2 separate regions of the Pan troglodytes genome follow, and region 1 is linked to region 2. The links are chromatin contacts, called in public Hi-C maps. All regions are on one chromosome and are shown on one strand. Each heading gives the region's core, a stretch centred on a gene start, on an enhancer-like site or on the middle of the called end of the contact. The rest is flanking DNA. Distances are from core to core; before and after follow the strand shown.

Region 1 (2,700 bases), core at 58-2,557, 550 kb after region 2:
GTTAACTATAGTCACCCGACTATACTAGCAAACATAACTTATTCCTTCTATCTAACTGTATGTTTGTACCCATCAATGTACCCAACCTTGCTTCATCTCCCTTCCTCCAACCCATTTAATTGAATACATTTTAATTAGTTCCTCCTACCTAGACATATAGGCATAACGCTTACATGTAAACATTTGGACATTTATCAGTTTTCTCAGGATGGTTTTTAGATCCTTAGAAAAATGGGCTGGGTGTGGTCACTCATACCTGTAATCCCAGCACTTTGGGAGACCGAGACAGAAGGATTGCTTGAGGCCAGGAGTTTGAGAACAGCCAGGTCAACAAAAAATTAAGAAATTATCCAGGCATTGTGGGATGTGCCTGTAGTCCTAGCTACTCAGGAGGCTGAGGTGGGAGGATCGCTCAATCCCAGGAGTTCAAGGCTGCAATGAGCCATGATTGTGCCACCGCACTCCAGCCTGGACAATTTCCTATAGCGATTCAGTTAAATTAGCTCCCCAGGCTTTCTAGTGCTTTCTCTAAACTGTCAGGATCAATGTATTTCCAGATCTGGCTTTGAAAATAAATAGAAATTTCTCCTAAATAGGAGATTATTTCCTAGAGTTCATATAGCACAAATTACTTTGGTTTTCTCGTATTGCTTCTGCTATCTTTGGTCCTAAATGTTAATTATGTTCTTACTTAGAAAAATAGATCTTTCCATAAAAAGTAATGAGTTTTTAGGCTTAAAGTTTTAGTCCAACATAATGACAGTTAGACAAGCATCTTGTCACTGTTGCACAAACACTTTCTAAAAAATTTAACTCCACTTGCTTTCTCTGAAACTTGCAAAAAAAAAAAAAAAAGTTGTTAGGAAACACCAGGACTAGAATTCAGCCGTGTCTTTCTTAAAAAAAAAAAAAAATCAGTTGGAGTGCCAGTTGTATAGGCACTGCCTTTTGTTACCAAAAAAAAAAAAAGTTTTAACTCCACAGTGGAAAAACTAACATTGTCACTAGGATATGAAGAAACCATGGTGAAGAACTAGCAACAGTGGGGCCCCGCAGAATGGCTGGCGGCATCTGTGCTGAGGGCCTTTATCAGTAGCCTTGTATGTTCTATTCAGGACTCTCAGGACGATTGTTGGCATGATGTAGACAAATTGACGCAAATTAGTTTAGCATGGGCTATGCAAAGTTTAAGCTTGTTGAGTAACACACGTGGACCACATAGCAAGAGCTCCCAACACTATGCAAAAGTGTTAGATGCAAAGTACTAACTACCCTAGACTGTGCTATTCCAGATTGGAAGCAGAATTTGCAAATTACTGGGCAGTGCGGAGGAGGAGGGCAGGAAGCTGGCAGTGGAGACCGGATCCCCCATGCTGACCCTAAAGGCCAGTGATGGTTGAGAAAAATAACTCCTGAAAGTGCCGCTTGCTCTGCCTAAAACCTACTGCCTGTTATTTCATGGCCACAAATCCTCAAAGAACTGGCCCCAAAGATTAAGGGGATTCCACCACTTTGCTCTTTACTTTTGGTTCAAATATCTCAAGACAATTCCTTTGGGGTTGGTGTCACACAGACCACCTAGAGGGACCTTCTAATTGTATTTACAGTAATTTAATTATGGCAGGGAGAGCTTCAGAAGGCAGGATTTACCAAGATTGATACTATGGGTGCCACTGGCAGAGTTTTGATCTGTTAAATCAACAGAGAAATGGTAAAAAAAAAAAAAATAATAATAATAATAAAATAAAATAAAGCCACTCCAGAGTTTGGAAACTATTTTATAGACTTTTTCTTCTTCTTTTTTTTTAGTGGAGGCTGGGAAGGTGAAGGAGATATTTTCCTGGGGCCACGGCTTTCATGCTTTTGTTCATATTATTTTGTATTTCATATATGCATTATATCCATCTGATCTCACACACACACACACACACACACACACACAGAGTTTAGATATTATGAATGCACCATAGCCAAGTGTGTGTATGCATATGCAGTTCTGTGTGTGTACTTAATTAAATATATCTCTGAATAGTTATTCAAAAACTTGGTAGCAAGTTCCTCCTCCAGGGAGGAGATCTAAGGTGGGGTGGGAGAGAGATTTACTTTTAACCTCATTTTCCATTCTTTTGTTTGCTTTTTTTCTTTTTGTTTTTTTTGTTTTCCAAAACAATTTTACACAAAAACATTTAAAATAGTTTTTGAGTGTATCCATAAAGAAACTTTTCATGCAAATATTAAATCATAAAAGTCAGCAACCTGTATATAATTCAGCCAATTGTAGGTTGTTTGGCTAACTAGTTACCTTGCCTTAGTTGGTGCCCTTCCCTTTGGGGTCCTCAGCCTTCCCGTCTATGAAAGGGTATAGACCAGCTCCTCCTGAAGGTCCCTTCCTCTCTATGAGATTGACTGACTAGAGTCTAAAAACAGCATGTGCTGCTACTGCCATCTAGCAGTCCAACTAGGGCTGCATGGATTTAGCTTTCCTCAAGTATTTTGAAAGACATCAGGGGGCTATTATTCAAAACACAAAAACTTCATTGAATATGCAAACATCCTACAGCCCCTAAGTGCTTTCTGAGTGGGAGAGAGTATACATATATAAACAAATCTTAGACATTTAAAAAGTTGTTCTGAGCCTGTAATGTTTGACTATTGTAATATTTGACTACTGCAGTCAAACATTATACACCATCATTGCAA
Region 2 (2,798 bases), core at 211-2,710:
CCCCAATTTACCAATCAGAAAGCTGAGATTAGTTTAACAAGCTCTCCAGGTGATTCTGATACACCCTAAAGTCGGAGAATCACCTTGATAATGGAAAGCAAAGAAGACTTTGGCACAGACAACCAACACACTTGAGCCAACCTTGAGATCCTCTGCCATCTATAAATCACTTTCACAGTCCCTTCTAGGCTAGATGCTAAATTGGTTGTAATCTGGTAATGCACAATGATGAGACACAAGTTGTATCTTGTCTCTATAATAAGTAAATTGTAAGAACTTCAAAGGCAGGGTTGATTCTACTTTTGGTGTTTTTTCCATTCTTCTCATATTTCAGATATCAGTGCAACACTTAGAAAATACAAGTACTGAAATTTAAGTAGCTCTTTAGTAAATAAGAATAATTAACCTGGTGCAAGGGTTCTACCTTTATGAGGGAGAAATTGGAAAGCATATATGTACTTACAAATTTTCATAACTTTTCTTATCGTTGTAAAATATACATAAAAATTAGCATTTTAACCCTTTAAAATGATGTACAGGTCAGCAGCATTAAATACATTCACACTGTTGTGCAACCATCACCATTCTCCATTTACAGAACTTTTGCATCTTCCCAAACCGAAACTCCGTACCCATTAATTGGTGCATTTTTGCCTTGTTTTTTCTAATAGGATTTCTCTTTCTGTTGATTTGCATGAGCTCATTTTAAATTAGAGAGACCAGCCCTTTGTCTTCTGCCAATTTATTTTTTATTAATTCTATTTGTTGGTGATTTTAAAAAATCTGTTCAGAAAATTAAAAATTTTCCGTGGAATCATAAAATCGTGTTTAGATTATAAAATCCTTTATGATTTGACTGTTGCCGTCTTGAAAGTCTTCATCATCTCAATGTTATGAATATCTGCACTTACATTTTCTTCTAAGTTTTTGTTAACATTTCAATATTTAACCCACAAAAGATTCACTTACATGTATTTTTTCCCCAAATGGGTAATCAGCTTTTCAAATATTATTTACTGGACAGGCCATCCTTCCCCTACTAACGTAAATGTCATCTTTTCATACTAAATTTCTCCATGCGCTGGGTATTTACTCCTACATCTTCCATCGAGTGCTTTTGAGAATTTTCAACACTCTTCCATTACACGCATGTACCATCATTTATTTAATCAATCTTCTATTAGTAGGCATTTGGGACGTTTCCTGCTCTTCCATACTAAACAATGCATAGAATTTTGGACTACATTAAATAATTCTGTGCCTCAGTGGTTCAAGTTGCGTAAATTATGCGTTTACACTTTTCTTCGGATTACTTTTAAAATGACAACCACTATGTTTTGCTGGTCTCAATTACCAGAGAATTGGCAAGAAACCTGACAGCTGGGGCTTAGGATTCCCTGCGCCAGACCTCCGAGCTACACCAGAGGGCGTACTTTCCTTACTAGGCCTCGGCCACATCCGGGTTCCACCGCAGATTCGGGCAGGGTGCAGGCGGAACCTTTCTACCGCGTCTCTAGCTAACACGCACGGCGGGGACAGTTTAGGCCTCCGCGCACCGTTCTCCGGGAGTCTTGCAGTTTGCTTGGTGCAGGGAAGGCGGGCGCGGAGGTTCTATCTGTTTCTTCCTCCTTCGTGAGCAGCATGGACGTGCTAGCGGAAGAGTTTGGGAACCTGACTCCGGAGCAGCTGGCGGCGCCGATCCCGACTGTAGAGGTCAGTGCCAGGCACGCAGGGAGCGTCAGGAACAAGGATGCGCCCTGAGGGGGCGTTGCCCGGAGTGCTCGGGCCGCCAAGGGGGCGGGCTGGCTGTTTGTGCGCATGCGCCGGGCTTCTGCGCATGCCCAGAGCGTCGCGCGTGCGAGTCTTTTTTCCAGAGCCGGCCTCCGCGTGCGCGAGTGAAGGCTGATACCAGAGGAGCTGTCAGCCGCTGCGGGGGCCGAGAAGCCCCGCTGCTGGCTCTCGGGTTGGAGCTCTTCCAGCATAGGTGTGCGTGGGGAGGACTGACCCTCGCACTTACTGTGGGGGACGTATTGCATGTTTGCAGTCTTACAGAGGACACTGGGGGCCAGGGAGCTCAGGCCATTTGCATGAGGCACCACAGCCGGCTGTGAGGGTAAAACCAGATCGTCTGAATTCCAAGCTAGTCATCTTTCCTTTTAACCTGAAGTTCCACTTCGGGTTGCAGGGGAATTTTAAACGCCCTGAATATTTACTAAAGAATTTGCCTGTGTGTTTTCTGGGGGAGAGACTCCACAGCTTTCATCAGCTTCTCGGAAGTTAAGGACAGCTGCCCCACAGCGAGCTGCCCAATGAAGTGCGGCTGTCGACATATTTTGTTATCTGATAAGGCACATATTGTAACCTCTCTGAGCCTCAAAATCTACACTGACGTGGAATAGGGAAGTGGAGACGTGGCCGGAGAAGATAGCAAAGGAGAGATTTCAGGGAGAGAGAACAGGATACTTGAAACCTCCTCGGCAAGACCATTGGATGTTTTTGAGGAAGGAAAGTAAATCCAGTAGTATTAAGAGTGAAGAAAAATAGAGGAGAAGAGATAAAAGACAGGGTTAAGTAAGGGTCTTGATTATGAAAAGTTTCAGTAAACATCTGACAGAGATTGGACTTTGTCTTGGAGCAGAGCTTTTGAAGGGTTTAAGCAGGAAAGTGACATGATCAGTAAGTCTATCGGATTATAAGAACCTCCTTGGCTAGGCGTGGTGGCCTATAATACCAGTAGTTTGGGAGGCCAAGGCGGGCGGATCACTTGGGCTCAAGAGTTTGAGAACAGCTTGGGCGAC

Evidence for each region. Hi-C and Micro-C count contacts between places; a contact is called where the count stands out from the background.
Region 1: a contact with region 2 is called in a Hi-C map of stem cell-derived neural progenitor cells, with 4 times the contacts expected there. The contact joins the enhancer-like site here to the promoter of POLR3B in region 2. A contact is called at or near these places in 1 of 7 Hi-C or Micro-C datasets (stem cell-derived neural progenitor cells) and 1 of 1 datasets of contacts at active chromatin or transcription factors (stem cell-derived excitatory neurons).

The regions. Positions count from the first base shown.
Region 1 is chr10:113,725,349-113,728,048 of NHGRI_mPanTro3-v2.0_pri, forward strand. All of the region lies in intron 2 of LOC129136551 (a long non-coding RNA gene), which reads right to left. Among named protein-coding and RNA genes, the nearest start is that of TMEM263, 38 kb to the right of the region's middle. Within about 2 kb of position 1,308, at least 3 of the 24 cell types and tissues checked have an H3K27ac peak or open chromatin away from gene starts, as enhancers often do. A contact at or near this core is called in stem cell-derived neural progenitor cells, where this site is marked.
Region 2 is chr10:113,171,223-113,174,020 of NHGRI_mPanTro3-v2.0_pri, forward strand. POLR3B (RNA polymerase III subunit B) reads left to right here and starts at 1,461. Exons shown (of 28, transcript XM_001161567.8): 1 at 1,461-1,713. The coding sequence starts at 1,642.